Regions from separate parts of the Zea mays genome. Here region 1 is linked to region 2. Evidence: chromatin contacts called from public Hi-C data. All regions are on one chromosome and are shown on one strand. Each heading gives the region's core, a stretch centred on a gene start, on an enhancer-like site or on the middle of the called end of the contact. The rest is flanking DNA. Distances are from core to core; before and after follow the strand shown. Region 1 has its middle 9.5 kb from the start of LOC103640719. Region 2 holds the start of LOC100502485.

Region 1 (6,476 bases), core at 577-3,076, 260 kb before region 2:
CTCTGTATTTTGTTGGTTGATCTACTTTGTTTTGTCTACCGATTCTGCTAACAATATAGATCCTTGATATATTAGAGAGTTATGTAGACTTTTCAAAATGACATATCAGTGAAACCGCTTCGGAAGGTTATTTGGACTAATTTTAATAGTTTAGGGCTAATTTGGCAACTTTTTTCAAGGGATTTTCATTTTTCCAAAGAATTAGTTCATTTTTTTCTTGGGAAAATGAGAATCTCTTAAAAAATTGGTGTTGTCAAACTAGCCCTTAAGAATAGAATACCTAGTGGTTTTATAGGTGAGGAGGTGAAGTGGACACCATCCATAGTTCAGGAGGTTATGTAGACTTTTTCCAAAATATATGGATGCAACTCGGTAGCACTATTACTAAATTTATATAACAAACGTTCAGTTGCACCACTCAATCATCTAAGGCCCTGTTTGTTTTAGTTTTTTTTTTGGCCACCAGCTTTTTTTTCTTCTTGCCAACAAAATCTACTATAGACTGTCAAACATAGACTGTCAAACGATCAACTTTTCAGTCAGCTTCTATAAAAATTGATTTGGTAAAAAACATCTAAAATTAACATAAACGTATAATCGGTTGAGTCATTGCAATAGTAAGAATCCGTCACTTTCTAGATCCTGAACCCTATAGATACCTTTGTCTTCCTCCGCACGTAATCACAACGATACTTAGATTCTCTCCACCGCAAAAATCGCCCCAGTGGAGAATCTAGCCTAGAATATTGTCGCGGTAATCAGAGTTAGTTTTCCTATATAATATAATTGTTTTGAACTTTAATGGTGTTTTGCTAAAGGATTTATAAATTTTATCGGGGTCGGTTGACCCCGACAAACCCCCTAGATCTACCTCTGACTCTCTTCACAGCTAGATTCTAAAAAAAAAACTGGTCAGAAAAAAGTGAACCAAACAGTCCCTAAATACTCCCTTCGGGAGTAGATGTAACCAGAAACGTTTTTTAGCAAGCCCCACCGTTCCTTCGCATGCGCCCGGGATATTTTCCACCCACCAAGGATCGGGCGTCATTCCCAGACGAGGGCGACGAGAAATGAACGGGATCAACCGAGGTGCAGTTCAGGTGGGGCTTAACCGAACGCATATTTTCTTGTGAGCCAGGATTCTTTCCAGGCGTAAGCGATCCACGAGGATATGTTCTTGATCCCGCCCGGGAACGAGCTAACCGAACATAGCCCCAGATGGGAATTGTATTCCAGCATGATCAGCCAAAACTGCATTCAAAGGAGCCACTATTACACGGAACGCAACTGTAATATCCAACTTTGGAATATGAAAAAGAGGAATAAACCTTTACGTGTAATGCATCTTCATTCATGAGAACTATTAAGAAACCTATTTAAAGTAAATAATTCTTCAAATAAAATGTGCGCCATGTTGGAGTTTATGTGTTGTTGCATCTATAAATAATAAATATAATATTAATGGAAAACATGTTAGTGCACAAATTTGCAATTAAGACCAAATTTACCACTTAGGAAATATAAAGAAAACAAATGGTGTAAAAGGAGAAGGGAAGTGCTAAATAAATATAAAGAAAATATATATGAATAAAATATTCTATCCCTAATGATATTTGAATGTAGGCATTTAACTCAAGTATAAATCTCACAACCGAAACTGAATTTAAATTTGAGAAGCAAAAATAAAAAGAAAACAGAAAAATAAAAAGAAAAGTGTAAACGTGCACCTGGGCTCATTTTCGCTTCTAGCCCACCTCGCTCCCTCGTCCGCGAGGCCCACTAGCCTCTGCGCGCCGCGACCCTGTTATGCGGGCCCGCCCTTAACCGCCGAATCCGCGTAGTTCGGTGACGGCAGCCGGACCACCAGCTGCGCCGCGGTTATAAGACCTGCGCCTGGTTATTCCACCCCCCCTTAACCGCATACACCCTTGTCCACATCGCGCGAATTTGTGCCGCCGGCGGACATCACCATACGGGACAACAGGCCGCCGTCGACCATCCGCCGTCCATGCAGACACCGGGCGCCAGCAGACTGCGTGGGGAATCACCGTGCCGTACCGTGTCCGTGCGGGTTTGGGCACTCGGGATCTAAAGCTGGGAGGCCGTGGGGTTCCTCAACCACGCTCTCCGCCGCCGAGAAGCCTTCTATCGCCGTGAACCAATCTGTCCATTGCCCCGAAAGCCCGGTATGATCCTCCACTCAACTCACCGTCCTCTAGTCATCGCGTAGCAGTTCTTGATTAAGTTTTTGCGCTTTGTGGCGTTAATTCGAACGTCTCCGGTGAGGTCGCCGTCAAGGGGACCGGCGGCGCGGCTGCCAACTCTCGCCGGAGTGAGATGCGTGGATAGCCGTCAGATTGCACGGGAACGATGGAGATTAGAGGGGATGTAGCGATTCGGCTTGGTGATCCACGTCCCTTGGATTGGCTGTGAACGTGTGCGATTAGACTTGGATTGATAAGATCTAGACCACTGGATCATGATCGTGCGGTCAATCACACGTACCGGTTCATAAAGCGCCCAATCTAATCCGAACCATCGGACATGGATCCAACGGCCCAAACGTTTGGATACCCCTTCAGCCGAGCAATTTGGCAAATAAGCCCCTGGGTTTTGGGGAAACCAACCCGTCATCCTCAATAATATACAGATCATTACAACTGAGTCCTTTTTGTTTTAATCTGACCCCTGATCTTTTAGAAAATATGCGGCGCGGTCCAGAATCATAGGAAATTCAGAAAGTCAATTAGAAAATGATTTTTAGTGTTAAAATAATTCCAGAAATTTAGTTAATTCATAGAAAATCCATTCTAGCTCAAGTTAATTCATTCCAATTCCTATAATTTTATAATATTATTGTTTATCAAATAGTGATACTGATTTGACATGAAATCCACTTTAAATTTATTTCCTAATTAATCTTATATCAAGTACATAAAACCTAGGAAATTCGTAGCTCCTCCGTTTGAATTCCGATTTGATTCATTCCAGTTGCGTTAGTTTTATATAAGTATTTACTACGCAGTAACAATATTGAGTATACCATGTCTCATTCTTTTCTATTTAGATCTTTATTTAATTTATGTTGGTTAGACTTGTTAATGTGCTTAGCATTATAATCTACTAAAATATGATCTATGATCAATTTCTAACTTAGATTTAAGTTGAGATAATTATTTATAGAATGACCTTTCATATATCTATACTAACCAAATTATAATATGGTTTAATATTTAAATCACATAGATCTTTTATAAAAATCATAACTCCTTAACCGTAACTCCGATTTTAGTGGTTCTCGTTCTCACGATCTCGTAGCTTCGCGTAGATCATTATTATTCAGTTTTTTCTTATGTTTGTTGTGATGTTAATTTTGTATATACCATGTTTGTTTGTATTGCTACGACTAGCAGTGAGGTCATGAGGATCTGAAGAATCACCCTGTTAACTAGAATGTCAAGTCCGAGGCAAGTTGTGCCGTTGACCACGTTTATACCCAATAATATTCTTTAATGTCATTATTCATGTATAGGTTTAATTTTGATGGGACCCAATAGGTCACCCTAGTCTGTTTATCCATTTTACCTTGTTATCCCTGAATCACTTAGGTAGTTTTGCTATTGCTTTACATGGTTTTGGGATAATATTTCATTATATCCATTTTCCAATTATTTTGTTATTCTATTTATGTTCATGTCAAGATCATTAATGTTAATTGGAACATGGAGCTTAACTTGAGAAACACGTGCCGCCACAAGGTGGAATGGGACGCCCTTGGCTGACTAATTAGGAAAGCTAGTGGAAGACTATCTTACCCGAAAGGGGCAAGGGCAGTAGGGGAGTTGCATGCAAGGAGGTTCTCGGGTTGATTTTGCTGCGATGGCGGTCAAACGGGGGATTGCAAGTGCTCTTCCCATAAACTATAGCGGGTTTTTGGAAGCTAGTGGAACTTTGTAAAGGTCTCGTATTGTTGCCCTGCCTCGCTTCCTTGGTAGAGGTGTATGGGAGTCGCGATCACTTGGCAGATGGGTAACACGACTTGTGGGTACAGGTATAGGTGTACATTTGGGCCGGGCCTGATGGGCCGGCCCGAAGCACGGAAAAAAAGCACGGCCCAAGCACGGCACGACCCGAAATAATTTAGTGTCGGGCCGGCACGACCCGTTATATCGGGCCGGGTTTGTGCCGAGGTCACGACCCATGGGCGGGCACGAGCACGGCCCGTTTAAGGCAGGCACGAAAAGGCCCATATAGAGGCACGAAAAGGCCCATATATTTATTAAAACCACACTTCATTCCACACTTTCATATTGTCGGGGACCATAATTAGGGGTACCCTCAAGACTCCTAATCTCAGCTGGTAACCCTCATCAGCACAAAGCTGCAAAGGTCTGATGGGTACAATTAAGTCAAGGCTCGGTCCACTCAAGGGACACGACCTCGCCTCGCCCGAGCCCAGCCTCGGGCAAGGGCAGCCGACCCCGGAGGATTTACGTCTCGCCCGAGGACCCCCTCGAGCAACGGACACACCTTCGGTTCGATCGAGGCCCAGTCTTTGCCAAGAAGCAACCTTGGCCAAGTCGCCACGCCGACCGACCGTATCGCAGGAGCATTTAATGCAAAGGTGGCCTGACACCTTATCCTGACGCGCGCCCTTCAGTCGACAGAGCCGAAGTGACCGCAGTCACTTTGCCGCTCCACTGACCGGCCTGACAAGAGGACAGCGCCGCCTGCGCCGCTCCGACTGTTGTGCCACTCGACAGAGTGAGGCTGACAGCAGCCAAGTCCGGCCTCGAGCGCCATAGGAAGCTCCGCCTCGCCCGACCCCAGGGCTCGGACTCGGGCTCAGCTCCGGAAGACGACGAACTCCGCCTCGCCCGACCCCATGGCTCGGACTCGGGCTCAGCCCCGGAAGACGACGAACTCCGCCTCGCCCGACCCCAGGGCTCGGACTCGGGCTCTGCCCCGGAAGACGACGAACTCCGCCTCGCCCGACCCCAGGGCTCGGACTCGGGCTCTGCCCCGGAAGACGACGAACTCCGCCTCGCCCGACCCAGTGCTCGGACTTGGGCTCAGCCCCAGAAGACGACGAACTCCGCTCCGCCCGACCTAGGGCTCGGATTTGGGCTCAGCCCCAGAAGACGACGAACTCCGCTTCGCCCGACCCCAGGGCTCGGACTCAGCCCTGGCCTCAGCCGACGGTCTCCGCCTCGCCCGACCCAGGGGCTCGGACTCGACCACGGCCACGGAAGACAGACTCGACCTCGACCTCGGAGGAGCCTCCACATCGCCCAACCTAGGGCGCGGACCGACCACGTCGACAGGAGGCGCCATCATTACCCTACCCCAAGCTGACTCAGGCTACGGGGAACAAGACCGGCGTCCCATCTGGCTCGCTCCGCCAGATAGGCAATGATGGCGCCTCGCACGCTCCCTAACGACGGCGGCTCTCAGCCCCCTTACGGAAGCAAGAGGACGTCAGCAAGGACTCGACAGCCCCGACAGCTGTCCTTCCGCCAGGCTCCAGCGCTCCTCCGACGGCCACGTCACCACACGAACCGGGTGCCAAAACCTCTCCGGCTGCCACGACGGCATGTACTTAGGGCGCTAGCTCTCCTCCGCTAGACACGTAGCACTCTGCTACACCCTCCATTGTACACCTGGGTCCTCTCCTTACGCCTATAAAAGGAAGGACCAGGGCCCTCTTACAGAGGGTTGGCCACGCGGGGACGAGGACGAGACAGTCGCTCGCGTGAGGCCGCTCCCTCCCTCTCCCACGTGGACGCTTGTAACCCCCTACTGCAAGCGCACCCGACCTGGGCGCGGGACGAACACGAAGGCCGCGGGATTTCCACCTCTCTCACGCCCGTCTCCGGCCGCCTTTCCTCCCCCCTTCGCGCTCGGCCTCGCGCCGACCCATCTGGGCTGGGGCACGTGGCGACATTTCACTCGTCGGCCCAGGGACCCCCCGGTCTCGAAACGCCGACAATCGCCGAAGGCCAGGAGCTCTTACAAGAAATACACTCGGGGGCTTGCGGCCATCACGCAGCGTCTCGAGCCCTTGTTGGAAACGCCTTCCGACAAGGTTTCTACTGGCCGACCGCGGTGGCCGACGCCACTAGAATTGTCCGCACCTGCGAAGGGTGTCAGTTCTACGTGAGGCAGACACACTTGCCCGCCCAGGCTCTACAGACGATACCCATCACCTGGTCGTTTGCTGTGTGGGGTCTAGACCTCGTCGGTCCCTTGCAGAAGGCACCCGGGGGCTACACGCACCTGTTGGTCGCCATCGACAAATTCTCCAAGTGGATCGAGGTCCGACCCCTAAGCAGCATCAGGTCCGAACAGGCGGTGGCGTTCTTCACCAACATCATCCACCGCTTTGGGGTCCCGAACTCTATCATCACCGACAATGGCACCCAGTTCATCGGCAGAAAGTTCCTGGACTTCTGCGAGGATCACCACATCCGGGTGGA
Region 2 (6,433 bases), core at 2,441-4,940:
TGGCGACTGTCAGTTCGATCTCTAAAAGCAGTCTTACGTGGTCGCATGCGCTGCTGTGTACGACAAGTTCCCGCGAAGCCGTCGCTTGGACGCGGTCCAGAGCAGCTGCACCACGTTGTCCATCGTTAAGCAGGGGGGGCTCATGGTTGTCGCCAACATCGATGACTCTCGGGTTGTTCTGGACACCGCATCCGACGACGACGCCATCACGCCGTCCAGCTCATCGTCCACCTAAAGCCCAACCTGCCACGTAAGTCGCTACTGACCGGACATGAATTCTTGTGCGCTGGGAAGATGGACGTTGCTGACGTTGTGTGAGTGTCCTCGAACATGATGTATGTAGTGGAATAGCGCATTTGGTGGTGCAACGGCCAGGGGTACTACCTCGCTGATGAGACCGGGGTGCACTTCGTTTGGCAGCCCAACCAAGAGTCATCGGTACTCGTCATGTCGCGTGCGTTCGATGACTACTATATCAAGGATTGTGGCGTCATCTTGGCGCCGGAGGTGACACAGAGGAGGATCGACAACAGTGACCAGTTCGTCATCCTCGCCACCGTCAGGGTAGCTTTTGTGTCGGCCTGCCTTTAATTCTCTTCGCAAACACATACACACTTACCTTTTTGTTTAAGCAAGAGCATATGGTGGTGCGTGTCTGATGACTAATGATGTACGAGAGAATTTTTCCGGCATGTGTGGAACGTGCTCTCCAATGATGAGACCATACAAATCGTGGCATATATCGAAGTCTGCATGATACTGATGGTTGCAATGTAGTGGTAAAATAACTAGATTAAAATAACCAAATTTATATATGGCTAGGATCACAAATTGATTATGAAACATTTTCTCATAACAATATAACACACATTTTGTATATAAGTTATCGTAATATACTGATATTATATATTCCCGTTGCAACGCACGGGCATTCAGCTAGTTATAGATTATGTATAAAAGAATTGCAAGGACCTTTGTTTAAAAGCGGCGTTCAAAAAAATCCTTGAGCTAGAGAAGACGGAAGACGTGTGCGGCATGACTGTATAGTGAAAAATCGGAAATGTAGTGAAGCATTACTATAATTGTATATGAGATTAGGAGCTCGATCCCTATAAATAGATAAACAGCGTGTCTATCAAATGGGTTGATCATTTCCGAATTTTATATATGATATTATTTCATGTCAACTAAGAGCTTTCGAATGTACATGTCTTTATTATTATACTAGAAAAGGGTGCGCCCTATCGAGCGCCGTACCAATCACTAATGTACAAGATCATCTCAAATTGTATTGTACATTAAAGGGAACCATTTATTATTAATGCGAAATATTCAGATAAAGGAAGGCAATCACAAACAAAATAACGACACGCATATTATCTTGTCTTTTTCTGTAGTATTTTGGAAACTAGTAACTAACTCGCGCCAACGCGAGCGCGAGTATTTGATCGATATGTCTGCACAGTTAAAAGATCTATGTAGTAGATATACAGAAGTAAAATTATATATGAATACATACACGTAGAGAAGTGGATATATACATGCACCAAAGCCATAAATAATGATCTTAGTGACTATAAAATAACGATAAGTTCGAAAAAAATGTAATGAGTTTCTGAAGCTACACAACTAAGAAGGACCAAATTAGATTTGTGATATTTATCTTGAGGTAGAGTGGGAACAAAGGAAGACAATGATGCGTATACACATAAATATACACACAGAGACAACATCCAAAGTTGCAGGTCAACGATCTTAAGTGTAGTACAATTAAAGCTGATATTATTTTATGTGTATTAGATGCATTTGGGTTCAAATTATTATTATTATTATTATTATTATTATTATTATTATTATTATTATTATTATTATTATTATTGTTGTTGTTATTATTATTATTATTATTATTATTATTATTGATAATATGTATAGCACGTACAGACACTAAGACCATCTCCAACAATGACTCAAATTGAAATATGAGACTTTATGTAGGAAAAACTACTTGAACAGTGTCTCATTTTATAAAAATTGGTCAAAAAATTATAGGACACTCTCTCAAGTGTCTCAAATATATTACACTAGAGTGGGCTGCCCTATAATCTAGACTTGAGACTTTACTGTTGGAACAGAATGTTTTGTTGGTGCCCTAAATTCTATAAAATATACTCATTTTTAAATTATATGGTATTTTTATAAGTGTTGGATCTCTAAAAAAGTGCATGGATGAAAAGGTATAGAGGAATATTTTGATTATACCTTTTTTCAAAAGGATGAACTCTGAAAAATTAGTTGTGTCGTTTCTGTACAATGGACCAACTTAAAGCTGAAAGTTTTCTTATGTGTATTAGATGCATTTAAGTTCTACTTATTATTATATTGATAATATGCATAGCACGTACATACATTAAAAAAGTTGCATGGATGAAAAAGTGTAGAGGAATACGTTGATTATACCTTTTTTCAAAAGAGTGAACTCTGAAAAACAGTGGACCGACATGTAGGAGGGTGGCAAGAAAGAGGGATGCATCATGCATCCATCCAAACACCTGAGAGGGGAGAAAAAGGTGCACAAAAAGAAGAGCAAAATACTCTTACTTTAGATTAGCTAACGGCCATCCGTAATTCCGTATGGTAATTTATGTAAGCAAAATACTCTTGCTTATTTTCCTTCTCAGTAAACGATCGGTCATCCATTTACATGGTAATTTACGTAGTAGAAATGTAGAATGGAAGGTGCATATTCTAAGAACATGCATACATTTCTACAGCGACGAAAAAGCCCCCAACCAAATCAAGGACACCCACAGATAAATCTTCCAAAGTAAAGAAGCTAAATCAAGTCTGAAAAAAATAAAGAAGCTAGCGAGGGCCGACATGTACCTTGTGTTAGTGGGGAGGTCGAGGCCGCCGAGCGGGAGGTCGACAGCTGTGGCGGCGGCCGTCGTGGGCACGAAGGGCGTTGGTGTTGGCACCGGCGCCCCCTTCAACTCCGGCGGGGAACTTGTGGCGCACTTGGAAGACGCCCGCAGCCGCGACGCCAGGGTGGAACCAGCCACCAGCAGCAGCAGACGGCGCATCAGCGCATCCTTGCGGCTACACTTGCTTTGGCTTTCGTCGAGTGTGACGGAGGCTCCTCGTCGCAACCTCCAGAACTCTCCCGTCGCTTGGAGGAGCCGAAAAGGCATCCGTATCTGTACGCTGGCTGAAATATGGCTGTAGTCGTTGGACGAGAATCGAACGGCTGAAATTAAAAACACTAACGTGGACAGTTCGAGGAGTGAGCTTTGCGGTCGCGTTTAATATATAGAAACTAGTAAAGTCCGCGTGCCTTGCGCGTGTACTATAACAATGAGTGATGAATCCTGAATCAGCAGCTACCTTAGCACAAACAGAGTAACTTTATTTATTTGATAATAATTTTTAATATATATAAATAAATATGGACCATCTGCTCTTCTAATTGGATAGACATTGATAGAATGAAATTAGTACCGAGATGTCCTAGAAAACGATTCGAGCTCGAGCACAGACAGAGTGCACGCACCTGGACAGTAGACTTGAAGGTCTTTTACCGTTGTGGTCGCCTTCACATTCTTGGAATTGATGTTCTTCATCGCGGATGCTGGGTCCGACTCCGACACTGAGTAACGCCACTTGGGAGCCGGCGAACTCGCCGCAGCTGGCGGCAGGCACCAACGGAGACAGTCCGAGGAGGCCCATGGATGAGGACACGGTAGGGCGAGCGTCGGCATCGATGTCGTTGCCTTCCTTCTGTCCTTCACCACGGGCCATATCACTTTGTCGTAGCGTAGAGAAGGGGACTTTTTTCTTTCTTTCTTTGTAGCAGAGGAAGCGATGCTCGGGTTCCAGAATACTCCATGACTGAGTCGCACGTTCAGCCGGTGACAGCTACGGCAAAGGAAACACAAAACGTTTTCTGCCGTTGAAATGTGATCGTGCGTTCTGGAAAATAGAAGACGACGTGGACACATATGGTGTAAGCTTTGTGTCCAGCTTTAATATATAGAAATATCCCAAACTATGACAAATGCCAAACCGCGCGACAAAATCTCTAACTATCAAATGTTAGCCCATGAAGTAGAGCAATCGCATGCCAAGTGACCTATTTTGATGCAGGTGTGGCACAGTGCCTCATCCTTGCACTCGGTAGCAATGTGCTCAGGCTCTTTGCAGTTCTAGCAAATTGCTTTTGAGGTGCACTCTGCTGCAAAGTGGCTGTAGAAAAAAGGGAGCATAGTTACTGTCCACTATAAACAAAACATTGGAAGAATGAAATCTGCAACAATTATTAAAGTGATACTCTGTACACCAATAAGGGGTGTTTGTTTGGGATTATAATCTGCCCAGATTATATAATCCAACAATTTTTGAACTATTTAAAAATTGTTGGATTATATAATCTGGGCAGATTATAATCCCAAACAAACACCCTTAAATAATAAATGCATCTGATTCCAACAAAAAATGGAACTAGTGCATGCGTGCGGCTATATTATTAGTGTTGCTGGTTTATTTTACCCTAGAAGGTTACAGTTATTGCACGTAACCGCAGATTGGAACACATGCTTCTGTGTTGTGATGGCAGGATGCATGTCCTTCTGTGTCGTATTATGCTCCTCTGCATGACACCTACCAAAACTAACACATAATTAATGATCAAAATAATATTCCACCCTAACAGAATGCCTTTCACTGCCACAGTAAGGTTTTAGTTTTGCACCAGTCTAGGCTATTAATCATTTAGAGCTAGCAAAATTTGGAGTCAGTTCATCGATTTAGAGCCGAAGGCCTAGTACAAGGTGGAGAGTAGCAAAATGATAGTTCAGCAGCAGGCATAGAACCAGGAGAATTCCTTGTGATGTGCACCCGTTGGGTGATTGCCCGATCTTTCGATGAGAGGGTGTGGAATAACTCGATTGGGGGAGGAGACGACGTTCACGGCCCGACTACAGCCTTCCAAAGACGCTGCGCCTTAGCAACCGATACACCACCTCCTATGGCTGTCACGATCTTGTGGAGCGTGACACCCTGGCCACTAGGGCACTCGTCCTGCAAGCAATCGAAGAACTAGCAAGAACAAGTAGAACAAGTACTGAATTACCAGATCTAAATGTAGGTTTAAAAATCAAACTCCAATATGGTGGGGTTCCGAAGACAAGAAGACGGGCGGCTGAACTAGCACGCGCGCTTGCAAGCAAGTAGCGAGAGCTAAACTTGATCTAAACAAAACCCGCTGTTCTTGGTGGCGGCTAGGGGGTTTATAAACATGGGAGGACGACCACAAGGGTATTGGGGTCGTGCTGCAACCCTAGGATGCGTCCCTAATGGACCTAACTTGATATACGACCCATTGGGCCAAAATAGGGTGACGCAGCACCATAGGCAGAAAAGGCAGGAAATGTCTCGGTAAGAAAACAATGATTACGGCGGCCTCAGAACAGATATGACTATAATTCCGGATCCATATGAAAGTAGACTTGATAAGCTTTCCATGTTGTGCTTGAACATTCCAATCCGAGCCCGCATCTGACCGTGGTGACCGTCACAAGTTGGTGTTCTTCTGCAGTCCGAATCCAGCATGTTCAAATCCTTTTCCCTTTCGGTCTTCTCCCTGATTCCTAAGCAAAACAAGAGTGCACGGGTCTCCATGGTCTAAATATGATGGACATGAACTCAAGAGTGTAATCACCTGATGGTTGAGTTGACGAGCACGAGCGCGAGTAATGGGACCAGAAATTGGTACTTGTATTGGTATAGATGCATCAGTAGTGTGGATGTCTTCATCATTCTCCCCTTCTTGCATTTGAGTCGTCCTCGACTCAAGCTCAACTTCCTCTCCCAAGTAGGGCTTTAAATCTGCAATGTTAAATGTGGGGCTAACCCCAAAGTCTGCAGGCAGATCTAGCCTATATGCATTGTCGTTAATTTTCTCTAGCACTTTAAACGGTCCATCGGCTCGAGGCAACAATTTAGATTTTCGTAATTCAGGAAACCTTTCCTTTCTCAAATGCAACCAAACTAAATCTCCAGGTTCAAAATTTATTTCCTTTCTACCTTTATCACTAGCAAACTTATATCTAGCATTCATACGCTCTATGTTTTCTTTAGTAGTTTCATGCAGTTTTAACATCAATTCAGCACGCCTAGTAGCATCAAAATTTAGTTTTTCAGAAGATGGCAAAGGCATTAAATCAATAGGAGCACGAGGCAACAAACCATATACAATCTGAAATGGGCACATCTTTGTAGTAGAATGCAATGATCGATTATAAGCAAATTCAACATGAGGCAAACAGTCCTCCCACATCTTAATATTCTTCTTTAGAACTGCCCTTAACATAGTAGACAAAGTTCTATTCACAACTTCAGTTTGACCATCAGTTTGAGGATGACATGTAGTAGAAAATAA

Evidence for each region. A called contact is a pair of places that touch in the nucleus more often than the background predicts.
Region 1: a contact with region 2 is called in a Hi-C map of tassel, with 5 times the contacts expected there. The contact joins the enhancer-like site here to the promoter of LOC100502485 in region 2. A contact is called at or near these places in 3 of 25 Hi-C or Micro-C datasets (ear, endosperm and tassel).

The regions. Positions count from the first base shown.
Region 1 is chr10:3,519,806-3,526,281 of Zm-B73-REFERENCE-NAM-5.0, reverse strand. No RefSeq gene overlaps it. Among protein-coding and RNA genes, the nearest start is that of LOC103640719, 9.5 kb to the left of the region's middle. Within about 2 kb of position 1,826, at least 18 of the 20 cell types and tissues checked have an H3K27ac peak or open chromatin away from gene starts, as enhancers often do. A contact at or near this core is called in ear and tassel, where this site is marked.
Region 2 is chr10:3,262,626-3,269,058 of Zm-B73-REFERENCE-NAM-5.0, reverse strand. It overlaps LOC100502485, which reads right to left and starts at 3,690. Exons shown (of 3, transcript NM_001196963.1): 1 at 3,548-3,690; 2 at 2,884-3,205; 3 at 1,381-2,549. The coding sequence starts at 3,617. The coding sequence ends at 2,408.